Regions from separate parts of the Pan troglodytes genome. Here region 1 is linked to region 2. Evidence: chromatin contacts called from public Hi-C data. All regions are on one chromosome and are shown on one strand. Each heading gives the region's core, a stretch centred on a gene start, on an enhancer-like site or on the middle of the called end of the contact. The rest is flanking DNA. Distances are from core to core; before and after follow the strand shown. Region 1 overlaps DNAH11 (dynein axonemal heavy chain 11). Region 2 has its middle 160 kb from the start of SP4.

Region 1 (6,506 bases), core at 367-2,866, 510 kb after region 2:
ACACCAGAGCCCATAGTCTTAAATCCTTCTTTTGACTATTGCATGAATGTTTGACTATTGGGAAAGAAGTAAAAGAAGAAAGGAAACAGAATTTTTAAAGGAGCAATTTTGTGGGCAGGAAGAAGTACAGGAGGGTATGCAGTATCTTACCAGATTTTTCAGAACTGGAAGTCTAGCCCAGGTCCTAGGATTCAAACCCTTTGTCCCTGGCTCCCTCCGGAATCTTCTTCTCAGAGCAAAACAGCACTGTGAAGAGCTTAGGACAAGTGTTAAAATGCAACACTGCCCATTTTATGCATTGTAAGTTTTCTTTCTTTAATAAGCCACCATGCAACCACAAATATCTTATTAATATATTCTTCTACCAGCCCTAAAAGGAGCAAAAAGATCAAATAGATTGTGTAGCACATCAGTTTGACATATTTAAAATTTAACACAGAAATAATTTCTGAGAAAAATGTTCAAGACTTACTGTAGGTATATGGCATTTAATGTGACAAAATTGTCCTAAGTTACACTTCAAAAAGAGAGAAAATAGATTCTTTCACCTGCCCCTTTCTGTTTTGCCCTTCCTCCCTCCCCCCCTTGAATACAGTGCTCTTGAATGCCCAAATTTAGTATTACAGACCAATGTAGTCATCTTTGCTGGTCTTGGGAAGGTATAAAATCCTAAATTGATTTAGTGCTGACCTCTGGGTATTGGTTTATATTCAACTCTGCTGTTTGTCATTTTCAAGAGGAATATACTGGGCACTTGCTTGAAGTGCCAGGTGGCTGGAGTACTTGGTGTGGCAGAGACTACTCCTTCCCGAGAACTGTCACACCAAATAGCAGAGATCTGTTTATGTTTTTGTGTTTACAGTGAGCCAACTGAGAGAGTAGAAATTAAACACGTTTTCTTAATGTGAGGGAAAGCAGTTTCATCTTTGCATTTGATTATGCGTTGGAGACAGCATCGTTTTCCAGAGCATCTTAGTGGGGAAACCTTGAGTTTATAACCATTCGATACTGGCACTCTGCTTATTTTTATTTTTGCCATCATCATGATTAGCTGCTAAATGACTATAAATGGTTTTCAACTGGTTTTTATTAAGAGGCCAAATCTAGCAGGAATGATATTCTCCCCTCACGTCTCTCAAAGTGAAAAATACAGCATTGCGTAGCCCTCGCTGCGGCAGCACCAGCAGCAACTCCTCTCAATTCTCCCCCAACGCCCCCCACACAAAAAAAATAAAATAAAATAACTGGAGATAAATGAATGGCAGAATAAATAATTTATGCTAATGAAATTACTGCAATTAGTAGTTCTACAATGACCCTTTTAAAAGCCACAGCTGTTAATGTCAGGAAGTGCTGTCACTACTGACCTTATCATAAGAGAAAGTGACAAATTGAGAATGCAGGGAAGACCAGTCATCAAAGAGGTCTGTTCTGGAACGATTAGAGTTTTCTGAAAAACAGTGTGAATTACAACCAGCTGCTCCCTGGCTCAGCGAGTCTCCCATGCTGTGCCATTTTGTTAAGCCTGATAACAATAGTTATTTTGCCCCATTGAGACAAGTTGTCTCGGGCCACTTTCAGCTCTACCGGAAACCACTTCTTCCATCCCCGATTTACAAATGAAACTGTTGTTAAAGAGAGCTTTCAGCGCCTCCAAGGAGCCTCCTCATAAGGATCATGGTTGGGCAGAGGCCAGAGTGTTTTTTTTTTTTTCTTCTTTCTTTCTTTTTTTTTTTTCCTTCCTGTAAGGAGGTTACACTTGGCTGAGGAATTATTTATCTATATTGTAGAAAGGTATGTGTGTACCTTTAGTTCCCATTAAAACAAGACAGGACAGGAGTAAATTCCTGCACGTGTCTGTATTGAAGTCAAGCTCTTGTAAAAATCAAGTCTCCAAAGGATTATGATTTATATGAAGTTTATATAAACTTCTTCATAAATTTTATTTTTCTGAGTCCACTGTTTGGAAATATATTTGTATCTGGGGTCCACTAGAAACCAAGAATATTTGGAATTTATATCACGTTATTTTTAACTTTTGTTTTAGTAATACATTATTTCAGTTACTAGTGAGATGGATTTTTAATACGCAGCACAATGCAATATGTAGGTATTCTAAACCCACTCGGGAATTTGTCTTGATGTTGGAAAGTTGATTGTTTAAAGACATTGTTCAGGAGCAGTTGTTTTTCACCAACAAGAATTGGCCGGTCTCTCTTCACACCTCTGCTTGTAATATTAATGGTGCAGGTTTGAAACGTTTGACTGCATCACCAGCCACTTGTGTGCAATTTTCCCAAAGATGTCTGAGCATTATTGACAACCCTTTGGTAAATTATGTGTGACTTTCCTAAGAGTTGGTGTAGCTCATTTAATTCATATTAATTGATTTTTAGGCTTCTCTTGATTAATTGAACCTGGTTCATCTTGTACAGAATGCAATAAATAATCATTAAAATGAGGGAGATGTGACTCTGCAAATTAAAAAGTTAACTACTTCAGAAGTCATAGAGGACAAAATGGAAAGAATGTATAGTGGGGGGTCTTCCAGTAACTCATGGAAGGAGAGTTGCTCTTTTTGTGGGTTTTCTTTCCCAAATATGAATAGAAATGATCATGATATTTTTCTCCCAGAAGCAGTGACATTTATACCCTACTATCCAGTTTGTTTTTACATGAGTTCTCATAAAACTGTGAGTTTCTAAGTTTTGGCTTTTTTTTTTTTTCAGTGACTTTGCAGGGTTATTGCTTCTCTTTGTCTAAAGCTTAGTTTGAAAGCAATGGCAGAAATATTTCTCAGGATATAGTGTCTGTTTCTCCACCTTCTCTTTCACACACTCGGTAGATAAAAATCAAGTTGTGAAGATCTGTATATGCTGGCTTTTGTATTTGGTATGTGGAGCACATAAAAACCCTTTGTCCTACTTGGCAAGAAGAAGGTTACTCAAGCTGAATGCTTTATTGTAATCTCCCAAATCCTGTGGATAGCGCTTGAAGATTAAATAAGTTTTCGTAGGTTATACTATCATTTTTTTTTCTGACTTTTAGAAAAAAAAAGATCATTTACTTGATTTTTTTTTAAGTTGTATTTTTAACTTGAGAGGATTTCACATGAACTGTAATGTTTGTGTTTTCAGCCAGTGCACAAAGACTCTATTAGCCTTTTCATGGCACATGTTCACACCACTGTAAATGAAATGAGTACCAGATATTACCAGAATGAGAGAAGACACAACTATACGACCCCAAAGAGTTTTCTAGAACAAATATCACTGTTTAAGAACCTGTTGAAGAAGAAGCAAAATGAGGTATCCGAGAAAAAAGAACACCTGGTGAACGGCATCCAAAAGCTAAAAACCACAGCCTCTCAGGTATGACCAGGATGTGTTATTACTGAGTAATATTTATGCTGTTTAACAGAAAAATATATTTCCTTTTGAAGCACTACTAAATCCATTTCTATAAGATGCCAGCTGGTGAAATTTACAGTTTCATGGCACCAAGAATACACTGCTACTGCTTTCAAAAGCCTACAATGGGATTGGCCGACTCACAGCTGGATTAGGGTGAAACGTTCTCTTCCTGGCCTGACTCAGTGCAAGGTAGTGTGGGATATTGAAGGGAGCAGACACAGCGGATTGCCTCTCTTGTCTCTGACTTCTTCAGTGCACGGTACTTGTCGTCAAGGTTCTTATCATCCTAGGATGGACCAGTATCTTTTTTGGTCTCAGATTCTCAACCTCCAGTGAGGGCATCATTTTCTGGCTAATGACTGTGGCGAGATCCCAAGGTAGAGCTGTTCCTCCCTTAGTGACTTGTCTGCTCCTCTTAGCCACCAGCTCTCTTAGATAAAAGTGTCCAGTGTCATCTGTGTCCTCAGTCCTAAGGCCCCTGCTCCCTCGAAGGGCGATGCCTCTAACTTGCAGGAGTAAATCAGGAGAGAATCAGCACAGGATGTTAATCATGTGTGGGTCTGTACACATATTATCATTATTTTGTTGTTAAAAAACAAAGGATTTCATGAAGTAGTTGTTACTACTGTAGTTTTATATATGAGGCGTAAAGAGTTTAAGGCCAGAGAGCCAGTGAGGGTGGGTTTTAGACCCAGGTCTGTGTTGCTCTGATGCCCGTGAGTTGTCCATGGCACTGTGCTGCCTCTCTGTGGCTGGAAAGAAGAGATTGGAATGAGAGACTCTGAAGACTTTGAAGAGTAGCCCAGCCTTATTCTGAGCCAGTCAGGACTTAGAGCTGGAGTGAGAAGAATTCTCACTAGTGATCACCTCAAGACTAGAAATACTGGTGGCCTTCTCAGAGTCATGTCATCAGGTCAGACTCTCATATGCTTTACAAGGATTGGGGCAGTGGTTTCCCCGAGTGGCCTGGGTAACCCTCCTGTGGCTAGGCTAGAAATAAACTGAGACCTGAAGGAGGGAGCACCTTTTCAAATGGGCACCTTTTCACTCTGAAGGGCTCTCTGGCCATGTCCTTCAGTCACTCTGGGCCAAAGCACCACTTGCCTCTTTTTCTCTTAGTTTTCTATACCAAGAATCACTCTGTGGCAAAACACTGTGATCTGTACTAATAGTGAGTAGATGGACCACAATTAGGAAAGAGAAAGCAGGGTGAGTAGGTTTCCAGGACGGTTGGGATCAAGCGATATTAAGAATAGTTTCTAGGAAACCCACAAATAGCATATCCATATTTGTGCACCTTCTCCTTTCCTCTCTAAGAACGTCTGTCTAGGCCAGGCACAGTGGCTCACACCTTTAATCCCAGCACTTTGGGAGGCTGAAGGGGGAGGATTGCTTGAGTCCAGGAGTTTGAGACCAGCCTGGACAACAAAATGAGACCCAGTCTCTACAAAAGAATTTTTTAATGAGCCGAGCATGGTGGCGCACACCTGTAGACCCAGCCACTTGAAAGGCTGAGGCAGGAGGATCCCTTGAGCCCAAGAGTTTGAGGTTACAGTGTGTTGAGTGGGTCACTGAACTCCAACCTCAGCAACAGAGTGAGACCCTGCCTCAAAAAAAGAAAGAAGTCTGTCTTTCCTGTCTCTTTTTATTCACACCTTATTTTACTTTCTTAACTTTTGCCCCTCTCCATGTCAGTTTTCTTCTATCTGTCTATCCTCTTCTGTCTCATTTAAATCAAGACCCCTTTCCATAAGAAAGATTTTCCCTGGAGTCCTGTTGGGCTAGATAAGACGAGGAAGGAGCTCTGTTTCACAAAACATTTATATCCCTTTGAATGCCATCCCAAACTGAACCTGTTGACTTTGCCCACTATCAGGAAATGATAGTGTTGTCACCCAAACTGAGCTTTCAATACTGTGGGGGCATCCTTAGCAAAGAGATAAGTGCTTCTGCCATACTTAAAGGTTGTGAGCTAAAAGCAAGTGGGGTACCATCCTGGACCATTCCAGTGGTGGCAGCATCTCAGCCACAGGAAAAAAGAAGAGGAGAGAGACTGTGATTTCTTAATAGTCACCTTAGTTGCACATTGATGAGTCAGGGGGATGGGCAAGGAGAGAGACGGGAGGGCCAATTCACTATGTCTGCCAAGTCCAGGGCTGCTTGGGTCTCTTTACTCCCCCTTAGTTAAGAACCACAGGCAGAAAGTCTGTAAAGACACAAGACATCTTGATTGACACATGAAGTCTGATGGAAAGACTGACGGTGATTTCTTTTCATTAGGTATTTGTGCATGGAATGCTCTTACTATCAAAAAAGTGGTTGGAATATTCAATAGCTACATGGCAGTTTTAGAAATAAGTGGGTTATAAAAAGGGGGATGGTTTCCTATGTGGAGAGTTGGAGAGCCATATTGCGTAAGATCAGGTTGTATGGAGAGCGTAATGCCTGTATATTGGGGCATGTATCCTCTAAGGATCTGCCTTAAGGAATGCCGTGTCATTTGAAAACATTAGCAATGTTCATTCTTTACAGTAAAGCTGTAAGCCCCTTTTATAGCCAAATAACCTCTCTCTAGATGTCAGCTTAGGTCATCACAGATAGTCCTAGTGACCTTTCTTCATAGAGAAAGCCTTGCTTCCACGGCTTCAGTCACTTTGAATATTTCAGAGCTAACAGCTTCCTTAGAAACTGAAATTAGGGCTTGAAATAACATAATTTTGTCCTAGTCTCTTGGGTGATTCTTTTTGCTTTATTTCTATTTTGAGATGATAATAGATTCAGAAGAAATTACAAAGCATAGTGCAGACAGGTCCCTGTCACATCTTATAGGTTCAATGGTAGCATCCTGCATAACTAGTACAATGCCAAAACCAGGAAAGTGGCATTGGTACAATCCACAGACCTTATTCAGATTTCCAGTTTTACTTGTATGTGTGTGTGTGTGTGTGTGTGTGTGTGTGTGTGTTTTATGCATTTTTATCACATGTAGGTCTGGATACTCACTAACACAGTCAAGACACAGAAAACTTCCATCTACAGAAAGATCCCATATTGCCATTTTATAACCACACCTATGTTACCCCCCACTTCTTC
Region 2 (6,121 bases), core at 1,025-3,524:
GTCTAAGAACTTTGAGGATTCCAGGTTATATTATCTTTATCTTGATACACACATATGAAGAAAACCCTAAATGAATCTTTTTCTTGGTTATATTTGAATGGAAATTTTTGGAAAGCAAATTTAAAAGATCAAACAAATATTTATTGGGACAGATTTTTTGCAACCCAATAAAATAAAGCCCTGAGAGAAGGAAGTCTAACAGAGGGCAAAGCAAACTATAACCCCTTTCTGGTCAGTCTTCTTTTTCCTACAAAATCTCTAGGAATACCTATAAATACTAAATTATGAAGATTTGAAAAACATACTCTAGACTCATGCTCCATCACTTGTGCTCAGGGACTGTTTAATTGGAGCCTGTACCAAGATGCTAATTCCAAATTTATTCCTCAAAATGATTTCTGCTTCAAATTTAAGCACCCCTCTTAGTTGGCCCAACTTAGTGAATGTCAGAATTTGAGATGAGAGCTGACTGATGAGATTCCAAGCATGGAATGGTCAGGAAGAGCCAGAGGAATTGGCTAAAACATTAGCACCATGCTTCCAGGCATTCACACTGTGCAAATGCTTCTGTGGTGGGCAGGCCTCCTTATTATCTGCAGGTTCCCAAACCAGGAAGACTGTGAGCCATTCCCCCTCAAAGACCAAAGGCATGGATGCAAATTTGCCCTTATTGCCCAGAGTGGCAGAAATCACTAGAGCACATGGGCTGAGGCATGGCCACATATACCGATGTGTAAGCCACTTATGTGATGGACAGTTTCCTTTCCTTTTATTTTATTTTATTTTGATACAAGGTCTTACTCTGTCCCCCAGGCTGGAGTGCAGTGGCAAGATCATGGCTCACTGCAGCCTCAACCTCCCTGGGCTCAGGTGATGCTCCTACCTCAGCCTCCCAGATAGCTGAGACTACAGGTGTATGCCACCACGCCTACCTAATTTTTTTTTTTTTTTTTGAAATAGAGATGAGGTTTCTCTGTGTTGCCCAAGCTGGTCTCAAACTCCTAGGCTCAAGCAATCCTCCCACCTTGGCCTCCCAAAATGCTGAGATTACAGGCGTCAGCCATTATGTCTGGCCGCCATTTATTTTTGAGAGAGATCCCTGAACCAACACCAAAAATGAAAAATGGCCCCTGTTTGATATTCACCCTTTGGGATTTTTTAGTCATGATTTAGCCAAGAGGTCTATCTGTAGCATCTACATCTGCTATCATTCCTGATCAGGTACATGATCCATGGACCCAACCTTAGGAGTGAAGTTAATTCCTTTGAGCCTAGGTAGTTCTGAGTTTTCACATCATCTCATGCACTTTTCATGAGAACGCCTTTTGCCTGCTATTTAACAGATGAGGCAGCTGAGGTGTAGGTAAAGAGATTTCCCCAAGCTCTCAAAGTTGCTCATACAGTAGCGTAACACACAGAATGAAATAGCTGATCCTCAGACCCAGATCTTCTGATTTTAAGCCCAGGATTTTTTCAGTGATCTGGGAACTGCTTTCCCCATAGATTTTCCAAGTGTTACCAATTACTGCCAGTCCTGGTAGGTCCCTGTGTAATACAAGGAACTTCCATAGTAACAGCCTGCTTGTTTCCTCCACTGGGGATGTTTGAAGCCACTAAAACACACATCAAAACTGACATTTATAACTCCTAGATTTACAGCCTGTACTTCAGAAAGTGATATGTATCAATCTAGCTACTGACATTTAGGGCTAAAAAAAAAAAACAAACCCTGAGGTAATATGATTGGCCACATTCTGTTTTTGTTTTTTGTTTTTTCCGATATTGCAACCACTGGACTTAAATAGAAAATGTTCAAAAGACCCCAAATGTCACAGTCAAGAACTGCATGTAATTACTAACCAATTAGGTAAGATCGTTGGTCTAACTGGCTCGGAGGGAAAGAAAAATGAAAGCCTCAGGACATAAGCCTACAAGGCATTCCAACTTGGTACTGGGGTTGCAAAGCAGAAGTACTTCCTTTTTTAATCTTTCAGCATTTCTATTGTATTCCATCTTTAGAGAGAGAGTTAATTTTTCTGTGCTTAGTTTACTAGTTTGTAGAACTCAGCGACTATCTCTGAATAAGGCATAAGGAAGAAAATTTGCCACACAGTACCAACTGGGAAAAGCTAACTTATCATTCAGTAACAGGCACTCCCCAGATCTCAGTGACTTTACATTACAAAGGTTAACTGCTCGCTCACAGAACACATCCATCTCCATTTGACAGGGAACTCTCATTCATGTGGTTCTCACGCTGAGACCTGGCTGACAGCAATATCTGGAATATTCTGGTCACTGTGGCTAAGGGGAAGTAAACTCTGGAGGGGCTCACACCAGCAATACTTTGACCTGGAAGTGACATGTGCTATTATTACCTCCTGCATCTCTCTTGTAAGAACAAGTAACATGGCCTTATCCTACCCCACCACAAGAGGGCCAGGCAGTGTGGTCCCACCAGAGCAGAAAGCAGGAAATACTCAATATACCACCCTCATGGCTGGTGGTACTGGGATAAAAATGGCATCTCAGAAAGAAAAAAACAAGTCTCTTTTCAACATATTCTGCTATTCTGATGCTTGCCTTTGACGTTCTCGTTCACATGAAAACCAAACATTGTAAAATGTGTATGTTAAAGGGAATTTGGAAAATAGAAACACAAATTTTGAGCTATTAATGTTTTGTGAATGTCCATAGTGTAACACCCAAACATCCACACATTCATTCATTCATGAATCTATTCCCCATGCAGATATTATCTGAGCAATAGACAGATGATGAGGACATGCACAAAGCAGTCCCTTCACTCCTAGAACTGACAGTACCTGGGGGAGATGACCTGCCATGCACCACTAGCACAGTGTGACAGAGGAAGAAGGGGCCAGAAGCACATAGGAGGGGCGCCCAATCCAGTTAGAGCGTCAACAGAGACTGCCGGGAGGATAGTACCCCTAGGCTGAGACATGAGGGAAAGGAAACACATTTTGGTACATTTCCTTTCAGTCTGTTTCCCTCTAAGCCTAGTTTGTTATTTTTACATAATTGTAAGAAAACTGTTTAGCCAAATTTGTATACTGCTGTGCAGAAAACTAGGTCTTTACAGTGTCACTTTTTAACTCAGAGAAATCCATATGACAACAATTTGTTACTTTCTATAAAACTTCAGCATATGAACAAAATTTGCAAATGTGGAATTTTATGATGCTGATACAGAAAACATATGTTAACTAAGAATGAGCTTGTATTTTTACTTCTCAGTATTTTATTGCCTTAGCCAGGCTGTCAACCAAATATATAAATTTCAAACATTAAGAGGTACAAATCAACCCACTAAAATATCTGTCAGAGCTTTCTGCATTAATCAACTGTGATGTATTGTAACATACAGGGAAAAAAATTGTGACAGAAATTGAAAACTAATCGAATAAGCATAATATTAAAAAGCATGAATTTGAGTTATTACTTAAGCTTAAATAAAAGAGTAGGAGTGAAAACTTCCTGTAGTACCTGCACATTGCAGTTTATTATAAATTTTCTACGTGTTATAGAAAATTAAACTGTGTACTACTTATAAAAGGGTTTTAATTTAATTGGACACATTCAAGTTATATTAAAATATATTTCAAACCTATTTTGGTTGCTTTAAAGAGTAGCTTAAAATTCTACACTCAATGTTGACTAATATTTTAAAATTCTTTAAAATTTTGGCCAAAAAGGACTAATTTCTTAATAAGTATATCTCTCTTTAGCCAAGAGCCAACATCATGTCTGATGGTGAAACACCAAAGGCATTTCCATTAAAATTCAAAAAGATAAAGAAAAGATTGTCCCATCATAAATATTAAATAACAGTTTTCAGAATATTCTGGCTAGTTCTCAAAATAAGATTAGAAATAAGAGGAATAAACATTGGAAGGAGGGGAATTATCATTATTTTTCATCAACAAAATTATATACTTAGAAAGCCCATAAAAATCTCTCATAATCATTACGAATTTCACTAAAAGTGATAGATGAATCTGCACAGTCAACCACTATTTTAAATAAATATAAAAATGTTAAAAATAGAAAAGCTAAGATTACTTATGCTTATAATCATAGCAATGTGTAAAAACACACCTGGAATAAATGCTAAAGAAAATGTGCATAAATCATAAGAAATAAATTACAAATATTTCTCTGAAGATTTAAAAATATTTGTCTCCATAAAAGCCCAAATAATATGAAGATAATTCATCCCAAATTGATTGATGACTAGCTGGGCATGGTGGCTCACGCCTGTAATCCCAGCACCTTGGGAGGCCGAGGCGGGTGGATCACCTGAGGTCTAGAGTTCAAGACCAGCCTGGCCAACATGGTGAAACCCCATCTCTACTAAAAATATAAAAATTAGCCGGGTGTGGTGGCACACCCCTGTAGTCCCAGCTACTCAGGAGGCTGAGGCAGGATAATTGCTTGAACCCGGGAGGCAGAGGTTGCAGTGAGAGGAGATCATGCCAATGCACTCCAGTCTGGGTGACAGAGTGAGACTCCGTCTCAAAAAAAAAAAAAAAATTGATTGATGAGCTTAAAGTTATTCCAGTTGAAGTATTTTCTGTCTCTAACTGGATTAATTGAATTATCTTAGATTTTTCCCATTCTGTTAGCTAAGAAGTTATATTTATTAATCTGCTACTCTAGTATTTTTCCTTAGATTTTAAACAAAACAATGTAAATGTGTTTCTCTATCGATATCAAGACTTATGTCATAACCTACTCTCCCACCCCATTCTACAATTACCAGTAATTCCTATATTTAGCTGAGATCATCTGGAATTTTAGTTGTTTTTGTTTTTTGTTTTTTGTTTTCTGAGACAGGGTCTCACTCTGTCACCCAATCTGGAGTACAGAGGCACAAACTCCACAAACTGCAGCCTCAACTTCCTGGGTACAAGCTATCCTCCCTCCTCAGCCTCCCAAACAGCTGGGACTACAGGCATGTACCACCATGCCTGGCTAACTTCTGTATTTTGTAGAGATGGAGTTTCACCATGTGTTTCCCAAGCTGGTCTCAAACTCCTGGCCTCAATTGATCTGCCTGCCTCAGCCTCCCAAAGTGCTGGGATTACAAGTATGAGCCACCACACCTGGCCTTAGTTCTATGTTACTATTTTTTCCGGAAAGTTTTAAAACCAATTTGCCATAACCATCTCAGCCACTTTGTTTAAACTGAAGCATATTTTTACTGGTGTCTTTATATATTTATGTGACTATTCACAGACTTCTCATAGCTCATGGTTCCTCCCCTCACTTCCCCACACACACTTCTACAAGTATTATTCTATCTTTCCAACTGTGTTTCTGATGCCAACTGATACTCGTTTCAGGGAAATGGGCAAGTTGAAAAGTATAGGGGTGTACTTGCCTGCTTGATAATTTATATTAGAAAAGGCAGGGAGTTACTCTAGAAAGAAGCGGGGAAATAAATAAATTCAAACAGTTATGGGCATGGGCATAGGGTGAAAAAAATTATGGAGATCTTAGAATAAAGAAGAGAGATGTCAGGGCAGGTGGCATATATGGGAGATATTAAGAGACAGAAACAGGCTAGAGGATTTGAAAAAGTTTTATAGTGCACATTAATGTAATTCCCCTTTGACATTTTCTCCATAAATTTCATAAAATATTTTAGTTGCTTTTAATTTTATCTATCTATTTATTTGTTTGCTTATTTGTTTGCTTTACCATTATATCTTTGAATGTGACTCCTTATTTAAATTGCATTAGAGGGTGCTTCAGCTTTATATGGATTTTATTTATATATCATTCTATAATATACAAATCATACCATTCTATGAATTAAGAAATTCAGACCCAGACAGAAAAATCCAGTTCCTTTGGCACCTGAGTAGTTGTCAAAGACTTCAATGAATAAATCAGTTACTTTTCATTTTATAACAAGTCATCTCAAAACTTAGTGTCCTAAAACTACAAACAGGGCCAGGTGCAGTGGCTCATGCCTGCAATCCTAGTGCTTTGGGAGGCCGAGGCAGGAGGATCACTTGAGCCCAGGACTCCAAGGCTGCAGTGAGCCATGATTATATCACTGCACTTCAGCCTGGGTGACAGAGTGAGACTCTGT

What was found. A called contact is a pair of places that touch in the nucleus more often than the background predicts.
Region 1: a contact with region 2 is called in a Hi-C map of induced pluripotent stem cells, with 2.8 times the contacts expected there. The contact joins two enhancer-like sites. A contact is called at or near these places in 3 of 7 Hi-C or Micro-C datasets (induced pluripotent stem cells and stem cell-derived neural progenitor cells) and 1 of 1 other capture datasets (stem cell-derived neural stem cells).

Annotation. Positions count from the first base shown.
Region 1 is chr6:27,599,330-27,605,835 of NHGRI_mPanTro3-v2.0_pri, forward strand. DNAH11 (dynein axonemal heavy chain 11) reads left to right here. Exons shown (of 82, transcript XM_063815260.1): 56 at 3,138-3,371. Among named protein-coding and RNA genes, the nearest start is that of CDCA7L, 170 kb to the right of the region's middle. Within about 2 kb of position 1,617, at least 8 of the 24 cell types and tissues checked have an H3K27ac peak or open chromatin away from gene starts, as enhancers often do. A contact at or near this core is called in induced pluripotent stem cells, where this site is marked.
Region 2 is chr6:27,084,162-27,090,282 of NHGRI_mPanTro3-v2.0_pri, forward strand. No RefSeq gene overlaps it. Among named protein-coding and RNA genes, the nearest start is that of SP4, 160 kb to the right of the region's middle. Within about 2 kb of position 2,275, at least 3 of the 24 cell types and tissues checked have an H3K27ac peak or open chromatin away from gene starts, as enhancers often do. A contact at or near this core is called in induced pluripotent stem cells, where this site is marked.